Linked DNA regions of Mus musculus: region 2 is linked to region 1. A link is a contact called in public Hi-C data. All regions are on one chromosome and are shown on one strand. The core of a region is the stretch at or near the end of the contact, and the rest is flanking DNA. Distances in the headings are between cores, read along the strand shown.

Evidence for each region. Hi-C and Micro-C count contacts between places; a contact is called where the count stands out from the background.
Region 2: a Hi-C map of pre-megakaryocyte-erythroid progenitors shows a contact between it and region 1, with 3 times the contacts expected there. The contact joins two enhancer-like sites. A contact is called at or near these places in 2 of 39 promoter capture datasets (both in embryonic stem cells), 2 of 15 datasets of contacts at CTCF or cohesin (embryonic stem cells and pro-B cells), 88 of 484 Hi-C or Micro-C datasets (the 4T1 cell line, the AtT-20 cell line, B cells and 49 more), 5 of 115 datasets of contacts at active chromatin or transcription factors (the HPC-7 cell line, T-cell acute lymphoblastic leukemia, bone marrow-derived macrophages and 2 more) and 2 of 9 other capture datasets (adipose tissue and liver).

Annotation. Positions count from the first base shown.
Region 1 is chr8:12,975,473-12,980,286 of GRCm38.p6, forward strand. All of the region lies in intron 3 of Mcf2l (mcf.2 transforming sequence-like), which reads left to right. Among named protein-coding and RNA genes, the nearest start is that of Gm38671, 30 kb to the left of the region's middle. Within about 2 kb of position 2,014, at least 24 of the 459 cell types and tissues checked have an H3K27ac peak or open chromatin away from gene starts, as enhancers often do. A contact at or near this core is called in pre-megakaryocyte-erythroid progenitors, where this site is marked.
Region 2 is chr8:13,121,000-13,126,432 of GRCm38.p6, forward strand. Cul4a (cullin 4A) reads left to right here. Exons shown (of 20, transcript NM_146207.3): 4 at 678-747; 5 at 1,808-1,881; 6 at 2,468-2,630; 7 at 2,871-2,960; 8 at 3,792-3,874. Among named protein-coding and RNA genes, the nearest start is that of Mir7065, 12 kb to the right of the region's middle. Within about 2 kb of position 2,027, at least 6 of the 459 cell types and tissues checked have an H3K27ac peak or open chromatin away from gene starts, as enhancers often do. A contact at or near this core is called in pre-megakaryocyte-erythroid progenitors, where this site is marked.

The DNA.
Region 1 (4,814 bases), core at 764-3,263:
AAACAGTTGGATCAGAAAAAAGACCCATCTCTGGTGGCCACAGCGTGGGTTCTCCGCTATAGCTGCCACTGGCTCCTTGGAGTTCTGCAGCCATGGTTTTTAGGTACTTCTGTGGAGCCAGTATCCTGTGGCAAGGGTACACAGGACCTGGGTGGGAAAGGGCTAGTGGAGGTCCCAGGTGCCTGTGCTTTTGAGCATGCTGACCACTGACCACAGAGAGGCAGCCTTCCCTTGCCCTGTCAGCAGGCCCCCAAGCTGCTTGCTATACATCCTCCCCACATGACCTAGATTACGTTGCTAATACACACTGGTCCAGCATTAATTCAAAGCAAAGTGCAGACAGATTTGCTCCTCAGCAGATCATAAATAAATCAGCTGGAGGCCCTGTTCAGTTGGAGGACTGGGAGTAGCCATAAGATCCCAGGCCATCCTCCCGTGCAGCACATTGACTCTGCATTTACAAAGCTCTTCCCATTCACACAGGCTAACAGGGACTCCTGCTCCTACCTAAGAGGTGCCTGCATGGCTCACACATGTACAGATGCACACACCACACACTAGCACTGAAATGTGCAGGCAAAATGAACAAGACAGATGCACGCACACAGACACACAGACACACAGACACACAGACACAGACACACACACACACACACACACACACACACACACACACACACACACGTATGCAGAGGCACATGCTCACTGAGATGACTCGTGGCTTGTGAGGACCATTGGAAGTGGGATACAGAGGCAGAACTCAGAGAGCGTAGATGCTGTCTTCTAGAATACCTGTTTGACTCTCCCTATTTGACTGGCCATTCACACAGTCCCCAAAGCAGCCAGATGTGCCATGCATTCAGATGGAAGTTTCCATGGAGTGTGAGTGTTCTGGGAGAGAGGGCGTGTGTGCAACCATGCGTGTGCTAAGCCACTGCCACGCTGGTGTTAAATGCCCAATCTCTGCCTCTGCTTCCTCCTCACCGGGAACCACAGATGAGGGTTGGTTAACCTCAAGATCCCACGTGTGGTGGGCAGTGTGACCCTGAGTCTCAGCTCGCCTTTCGCCCAGCCGCGCTTTAGGGGTGTCCTTCACATTGGCCTTGTTTACTGCTTTCTCCGCAGTGTAGATGGGCCAAGTGTACCTGCCTGTCAGCAGGCGGACTTGGGGGCCCATGCTTTCTTGGTTGGGGCCCTGCTGCCATGAAGGGCAGTTACTTGATTAATAGTAATCAATGCCTTCATGTTTCGTCCCTGTTGGTGACAGTCTCCTTGAGTCTCATGTACCCAGAGTCTGCTCCTCTGTCTGACTTGGGGTGACTTTTGCTATCTATCATGAAAGAACATGACCAAAAGCAACTTGGGGAGGAAAGGGCTTTGGCTCACCCTTTCACAGCACTGTGCAGTCATTGAAGGAAACCAGAACAGGAACCCAGAGGCGGGAGCTGATGCTGAGGCCGTGAAGGGGTGCTGCTTACAGGCTTGTTCCTGCGGCTTCCTCAGCCTGCTTTCTTATCGGACCCAGGACCATCAGCCCTGGGGATGGGACCACCCACAAGGAGGGCTGGACCCTCCTTCATCAATCACTAATTAAGAAAGTACCTCATCGGCTTGCCTGCAGCCTGATCCTGTCTCAGTGAGGCATTTTCTCAACTGAGAGTTCCTGATCCCAGAGGAGTCTAGCGCGTGTCAAGTTGATAAAAAATGATCCAGGACATCCTCCTGCTGTCCCTGCTGTTGTCTGTGACAATGCTTACCTGGATGGTCACCGTGTGTGGCTTCCAAGGGGAGCTCAGCCCCCACGGCCAGCTTTGGATCAGGACAAGAGGACTGCAGAGGACACTCACGTGGACAAGCCTGCCATCTCGTCCCTGGCTCTCACAGACTGCTCGAGACCTCGGCTTCCCACAGCAGCGTTTCATTTGTGAAGTCCAGTGCTTTGAGCGCTGAAAGCCTCTGAAGCTCCCAGGAGTCCCTGCGACTTCTGCTCTTGAAGACTCTCTGCAGGGACCTTCACATGCGGTCCCGCCCTGTTCTTCTGAGTCGCATTCTCCTAACCCCACCAGAGGCCACTTCCTCTCCATCACTCATTAGTTATCTTCCTCTGTAACTGCCATCCAGTGTGATAGTCACTGACCACGTGTGGCCGCTTAAAGTTAAAATGGAAGAAAACAAAGTAGTTGTTTCTGCTCACACATGGCTAGGGGCTGCCACACTGGGCAGCTGCAGTCTGTGACACGTGTCATGTAACCAGCACATGCCTGGCGTTCAGAGGCAAGGGCAGTGACTGTCCTGGTCTTTTGTTCAAGAGGAAGAAGAGCTGCCATCACCCTGCTAGAGTCTGTGCCATTGTACCATGCGGTAACTCGGGGAGGCACAAATAGTGGCTCTTGGTGGCCTTCCCCAGGCCCTTCCTCCACCCTGTCACACAGTGCCATTAGCTGCTATTCAGGGAGTTGACAGTGGCTGAGAGGGAGCCAGTGTGTCAGAATACTACTTGTTAATCCAAAGTAGAAGGGGTGCCTGAGGAGAAAGATCTTGGCAGCCTTGGGCAGCCCTCAGGGAGGACACTAACAAGTGCCCTGAAGCCACAATGGAGACAGTGAGTGGCAACTCCCCCACTACACACACACACACACACACACACACACACACGCATGTGCACATGCAACAATTTCTTTGTGAGGTGTGATGAGTTCTTTCTGAGCACAGATTGATTTGACAGAGCTCACAGGAGCTTTTGACAGAGAGACCAGGGAAAGTGAGGGCAGAGGCTCCTGAGCCAAGATGGCTGTGAGTTGGGTATATTCACACCATTTTTGACATCAGAGGCTCTGATTCTTCTCCAATGTTCAGAGAGGGGCTGGTTGTGCCCAGTGGCTGCTGCTGACCTGTGGGTTCCATCAGTCTCCCTGTCCTCCAGAGCCAGGAGTACTTTGATCATTGAGTGTTTGAGTCCCTCTGCCCTCCACCAGCGCATAGCATGCACCTGTGCCCCAGGGAGCCTTGGGGCTGGGGACACCGGCCCAGAGCCAGGCATAAGTAATACTATGCACAGGTGGGAGGAGCCCACCCTGTTCTGTGACCCCATCCCTGTTCCTGCCCAGAAGGACCAGGTCCCATGTGTTTCAGGAAAGTCTAATAAAACTGTGAGTCTGCTGGCTGACTCCAGGCATCCTCAGCCAATGCTAAAACAAACAAACAAACAAACAAACAAACAAAATCTGAACCCACAGGAGCCAACCAGGCAGCCTAGGGAAGATGGGTAACCTCGGGAATATGGCCTTATTGTCCTGGCGCTGCCCTTGTGCACTTACTGGGCCCTCACAAACTGTCCCTTTATGCTCTCTGGGCAGTCAGCTGTGAGGCCTGGGCACCTGGTAGGAGGAGCCCAGAGGGTAGTTAATGACCCACCTCCAGTGCCCTCCTGAATGTGCAGCTTCATACTGACCACACGAGGGCGCCATTAGTCAAACCATTGTCAAGTCAGGTTTACTGTGAGCCCCATGGCTCCTCTGTCTGGCCTGGTTTCACTTACTCCCCCTCCCCCACCCCTTCCATCCTTATAACTCCTTTGTAAATCTTGTACACTGTATTCCAACACCTGCTTTTAAATACCAGTGTCACTAAGACAGTGACACTTGGGTAGGACGAGACATTACACAATCAAGGGGACATGTCCCACTGGCAAGAGAGGTTCCATCTGTGGTGAACCTATCCTGAGACCCCTGGGCCTCTGGTCAGCTCACTCCAGCTGCCTCTCTCCAGGCCCCCACCCCCTCTGCTGATCTCACATGCCTGTTCCCTTCATCCAGGCACCACAGGGGAACATGTCGCCTTGACCAGCCCTCTACCAACCACTGGGATGCCAGTGTTCATGGATTCAGGTCGTGGGTTCTTAGTGCTGGTTGCTGTACCCCAGCCCCAACACCCGCTCACTCTTGCTGCTGGCCCTTGAGTGTTTACTGTTACCCATGATGCACCTACTGATGAGAACTATAAGGGCTAACTTCTCCTGGGCAGATGATGTCGATGACAAGCCAAGAAAGGTCCATCCAAGTCCGTCTTTTCAAAGTCATGCATTGTCTGGGTTTCTTACATGTTCATGGGTTACCCCCGAACAGCTGCACCACAGTAAAGGCAACCCCAAACCATGTAGAGCCAGACAGGATTATGTGCAGGGAGGCGGGTAGGAGCGGGGTGCCTAGAATCTCAGGTGGAGTCCAGTGACTCCCCCCACCCACTCCTTCTATGAGGGGATAGTAGGTCTGAGCTTGTGAGTACTCACAGGTGTTCTGATTTAAAGAGGGAAGCAACCACGCCATGCCCAGAGGACATAGCATGAGTTCTTGTAGGGCCTTTCTCACTGATGTCACAGGGCTTGGGGTATTTGACCTCTGCTGCCCCAAACCAATGTGAGATGGAGTAGGGCCTCCTGATGCCCCTACTGGGTCCAATGAGAAGATCCTGCTGAGCTAGGTCTTTGCGGAATTATGACCCAGCTGGGCATTTATGTCTGTTGCAGGACAGACCCTGGCTCTGTGCCTGTCACTCTATGACTGCTCTTTCTGTGGTGTTGACAGACCTCGGGCCTTCAAAACAATGGCCTCAAAGAAGGTTTCAGCAAATTCCACACTCCTGAAACAGCTTTTGTGAGACTTCTGGGCCTTTTTTTGATAAAGTAACCCTCAAATTTAGCTAGCATGCCCACCTCGGAAGCCTACCTTGCATGTTTTAGGGCTGAGGACCACAGTGGGGGGCAGGTCTCTATCTGAGGCCCCCATATGCTGCCTCCTCCAGTTCTTCACCTTTAG
Region 2 (5,433 bases), core at 777-3,276, 150 kb after region 1:
TACACACTTTTTTACTGTTGGACATCCTGGTCCCATCAGTCACCAGCTGTAGAAGGTCCTTTGTAGAGTTATGTTCAGTCCTGGCCCTCAGTGGGGTGCAGTCCTGCCCCCCCTCCCCATTAAGCACTTGTGCCTGGTTATCTCTGTAAGCTGGCAGGAACAGAAAGCAGTCCTACAGAGAGGAGAGAATGGAAGTCAAAGCAATAAGGCGCAGATCCCAGGGGGCTGGATGTGTCAGGTAGCTTACTACAGATAGGGAGTGAGGCCAGTGGACAGAGACAAAGAATTCACACTCCTCGCTTGGGAGCTGCAGGTCTCTGTTGGTATATTTGTAAAAAAAAAAAAAAAAAAAAAAAAAAAAAGCCATGGGTGTTTGTTTTTCACAACCTGGAGACGAAGTCCCGAGACCCATGTGCTAGTTCTCTCCATCTGGTAAGAGCTTCCTGCTTTGTGGGTAGATGAGGCAGCTCTCTGCGGTGTCGTATATACCCACTGGCCCTGTTGCCTTAGGATTAGGTCTCCACTGTGGATTTAGGATACAGAAGTGTTGAGACTATAGTGTGGTCATATTCTCACTGTTTGTAGAGGGACATCTAGCAGGGAGGGTATTGGTCAGAGTGAAAGTTGGAAAACTGGGATGGACTATTGTGTTTGAAGCTTCCTTAGCAGGTCTGCACAGACTCACTAGACAGCGTTTTATTTCTAAAGAAGATTAACACATGCTGGCAAGATCACTGCAGACAAATGGTAAGTGTAACCTTCATCAGCCTTGACGCTCTGTCAGTGCTGCCTGAGTTAGCTCACTCACACCTGCTCACTTGTACAAGCCTCTGCTCTAGACAGAATGAAGGTGAGCTCTTCACAGCCGCCTTTCCACCAACTTGAAGCCTGAGCTCAGGGACCCTTCACCACGTTAAGCAGTAGAATGGAGTGGGGAGGTGGGCTGCTCAGCCTCTTCTAGGAGGAGGTGCTGCCTGCAGGTCAGCAGTCACTGTGTGCTCATCAAAGACTCCTCCAAGTCCTCAGAGGAGGCTTCCAGTGTCTAATGGAAACGTTGGCCTGAATTCCAGCTCCTTGACTTGACACATGGGTTTCAGTGTGGCCCAGCTGTTGATGACCTATGAGAGAAGATAGTCTATGTGGCTTCTTCAAGTAGACTGAACGCTTATTTTCTAAAGATGAGCATTCTGAGCTCATGGATATAAAAAACAAGAATGTCCACTTGGGAAGGTATTTCAAACGTCAGCAGGTCTCACCAAAAAGTGGAGGCAGTTCCAGCTGGTGAACACATGGCTTCAGCAGCAAAGGAGAGGACAGTTGACTGCCTGCCCTGGAGCCCAAGAGCCTCAGGGCAGTGCAGCAGGCTATCTAACTGTTGGAAAACTTAAGCCAGGGATAGAGGTTATATACCCACCTGCAGTCACCACATTTAGGAAGTAGAAATAAAGAAAATAAAAAGTTTAATGCTATGAGACCCCCATCTCAGAAAACCAAGAATGAAAGATTAGACAGACATGCACAAGCTTCATTTTGTCATCAGTTGGGTGATAATCAAATTTCAGATTTCCTTGAGGCTGAGTGCTTTAAAACCCTTGTAGTCTGGGCTGTTGCATTGAATGGAAAATACCAGAAGAAAAAGCTAAGTTTGTAAAAATGAAGGTCTTGGTATATGCGGGGTTCCATCAGGAATGATTGACACTTTGAAGGCAGCTAATGTAAGATGGCCTAAGAAGTCTCTGTTCTCAGTGGTGTGTGTGTGTGTGTGTGAGGGAGGGATGTGTGAGTGCTGCTCCTCCCTGTTCTTCAGATCATGATCAGAAGCATCTTCCTGTTTCTGGATCGAACCTACGTCCTCCAGAATTCCATGCTGCCTTCTATCTGGTAAGTCCACCCTGACCCCTGGGCCTCCTGCAGACCTGCAGAGTTCTCTTGTTAGAGCATGGTGTCTTCACGGAATAGACTCCCACGACTCCTGGGCTATATATAGGCTGAGGGAGCAGGGTTAATTTGTGGTCATTTCATATCTGCTTTCTGTGGAAACAGTTACAGCAACAGTGGTTGCTGGAGACAGTATGGGTGCAGGGGTGGGGGGAGGAAGGGATGCAGAAGGGGGCAGAATCAGTGGTGATTCCCATAATCTTGATACCGTTGAGGCTCACGGAAGGAGAATGGTGAAACATAGGCCAAAGATGATAGGCCCAACAATAGCAATTCGATAATTGAGTGCCTGTGTGGCACAAGATATCTCATTATCTCCTTGGGGTAGTGAGCTTGGCCTATCTAGGAATTAACCTCATTTATGGTAGAGGCATAAACATCCTGGACTGGCCCAACAAGCCAGTTGGTAGGAGGACTCTTAAAGATCTGGGTATCACTGGCAAACAGCATTTTGGGGCTGGTGCGTGTAGCACACGTGAAACTCTAGAGGATCAAAGGTAAGCCAAAGCCTGTTGTGCTTCTCCATCAGGGACATGGGCCTAGAGCTGTTTAGGAACCACATCATCAGCGACAGGATGGTGCAGAGTAAGACCATTGATGGGATCCTGCTGCTGATTGGGCGTGAACGAAGTGGAGAGGCTGTGGACAGGAGTCTGCTTCGGAGTTTGCTAAGCATGCTCTCAGATCTCCAGGTGAGGCCTTGGTCTTGAGCATTTGTGCTTGCGCCAAAGTAAAGGCAGGCTTCAGAGCTGTAAGTGGGGACTAGTACCCAGAAGTATGAGTGGACATCCCGATTGTCTAGTCCTTAAGGAGAGTGATGGAGGCCTGTGGTACAGTCTGCACGGAGCTGCAAGAGAAGCGCCTGATAAGAACCAGTGCTTGAAAAGGAAGGTTTCTGTGCTCAAGCTCATCAGGAGCTGCTTGTTTCCTAGGTGTACAAAGACTCATTTGAGCTGAAGTTCTTGGAAGAGACTAACTGTCTATACGCTGCTGAAGGCCAGAGGCTGATGCAGGACAGGGAGGTGAGCTGTGCGGCCGACTGCATTTGGCTGTAACCCACTCCTTGGGCCTGCTGCCCTTTTGTATGTATACATTTGCCAAAGTCTCTGGAGTCTTTGGGAGAGAACTGCTTGCTGTACAAAGGAGTTAATTTCTTTCCCTTAGAAGCTTTCTTTCTTTATTTCCCCTCCCCTAAGTATTTTCTAAAATAGCGATGTTTAAGCAAGCCTATGTCTAATGTCTGAGCCTATGTCTAAGCAAGAAGATAAAGAGCTAATCTTAAAAATCAAACATGTCACTGTGTAAAGCATTGGTGAAGAATGTATGTGAAGAAGCCTAGATAATAACAGCAGTGTCACCTCAGCCCCTCTGAGCAGCTTCTTAGGTCTAGAGTCCAGTCCCAAGGGAGTGATGAGTCCTATGTGGAGCCACCTGCCCCTGCCAAGATGGGCCCAACCCATCAGATCACAGTTTAGCTGCAGCCGTGCTAGCTAAGGTGGCACTGAGGACAAGCGATGGCTGTCTGCAGTTGCCGTGACTGCAGGGGAGGGAGGATGTCACCGCTGACAGATCCGTGTGATCCATGTGTACAGGTTGCTAGTAAGCTTTGGCTGTCTCCCCAGGTACTGATACTAACTCACCCATCGTGGCCCACTGGTATTTGTCCCCCCGCACTTGGTAGTAAGCCGTGAGAGTGGCCTGGGCCCTGCCTGGTTAGAGGGGCTTCTCAGTGGCAGTCTGTTAGCGAGTGAGTGGGTTTGCTTCTCTCTCTCTTTTTCTCTATTTTTTGAGGAAATTTTATGTATAATGTGAGAAGTCTTTGTCATTGATGTGTTAAATGTTTTTTTTGGAAGGTTCCAGAATACCTTAACCATGTGAGCAAACGTCTAGAAGAGGAAGCAGACCGAGTGATCACCTACTTAGACCACAGCACACAGTAAGTAAGCCCTGCACTGACTCCTCAGTCCCCACAGCCACGGCCTGCTGGCCTCACACTGAGGCTATGGCCATGCTTCTGGCTGCACCCAGTACTCTGAGACTCTGCTCCCAACACCGAGCTTTGCTTATAATGTGTGCACTCAGCAGTTACACACTGGATTTCTTACCACGAGCTATCTCAAGAGGACTCAGGAAGGAGAGCGACTCCCTCAGCGCCTGAGTGCTTTGTTTGCCTGATAGAACTTCACTGAGCACCAGGCTCTTGTCTTTCTAGCCTCTTGTTCTTCTAAGGTTTTGTGAGTCCATTTCCTGTGCAGGGTGTGGTGATTCGAGTGTGAGCACAGGTGCCTGAGGGAGGAGCCAGCGGTGTGAGATCCCGAGAGCTAGGGGGCTGGGGTGCAAGAGCAGTGTGCACTCTTTAGCCACTGTCCACCCATGTCTTCATGGCCATGATTCTCATGAAACAGTACACAGTTTTCTCTTTTCATTTGTCTTTTCCTCTAGACTCCAGGTCGATGCAGTGTTTGTGCAAGATGTGTTATGCACTACTGTGAGGAGATGGAGACATGGGGGTGGGGCACAGAGGAGACAGTGAAACTCCCGTCCTTTGGGGTTTGGGGACAAGAGGAAAGAAAGGGTCAGATCCCAGGAGGCATAGCATGCAAGTTCAGGACAGCACCTTTTTTAAAAGAGCATTGTGTTCTCCATTTCCAGAGGGGGCACCATGGGTCCCAGTACAGACCTGTGCTGGGAGAGGCTGGGTTCCACCTGTAAAGAGACTCTCTTCTAAGGATCACTGGTCAGTAAAAAAAACTATAGCCCATGAGCTGAGGCCGAAAATAGGAGCTCAGATACCTGGCAGGAATAGAGACTTCTGGGAAATAAAAACATGGGAGACCCCACCCCCCCGAAAACTGAGAAAACAGATGTTTGAAGACAAGGAGGGAAACCGACCATGCAGCTGAACTCTGGCTGCAATAAAGGGGGTAATAAGTTAAAAGCAAGGCAAAGCTTTGTGGCCTAAGCATTTATTAATAAATAGTCTAAGAGTCATTATTGCTGGGAATTAAGTGAAAAACTAGATTTTATACATGGTGCCAATGTAGAGAATATAATCCAAACCTTTTAATTTCATATTCAGTTATTAGGAGTCAATATTTAAGGGGATTAGATGTTCAGGAATAAAATGGATATTTACATCTGCCTGGTGGAGGCGATGAGTTAAGGGGAGGCCATAGGAGGCTGAGTGTTAGCAGCCAGAGAGGAGCAGAGGCTACACTGACTCCCCAGAAGTGGAGCCTTAGGCCACTCATTTCTGAACTCCATTTCCATGGAGGGTGGGATATAATCCTGCCTTTTGCCATAGGTGCTATGAGGTTTAAATTTGCTAAAAAGTTCCTTGTAAAAAGTTGGTGTACACCTTTAATCTAATGCTCAGGAGGCAGAGAAGCGGGTGAATCTCTGAGTACAAAACTATACTCATCTACGTCGTGAATTTCAGGCCAACCAGGGCTACTTAGGGAGACTCGGATGACGCTGCCTGAGTCCAGTCCCTGG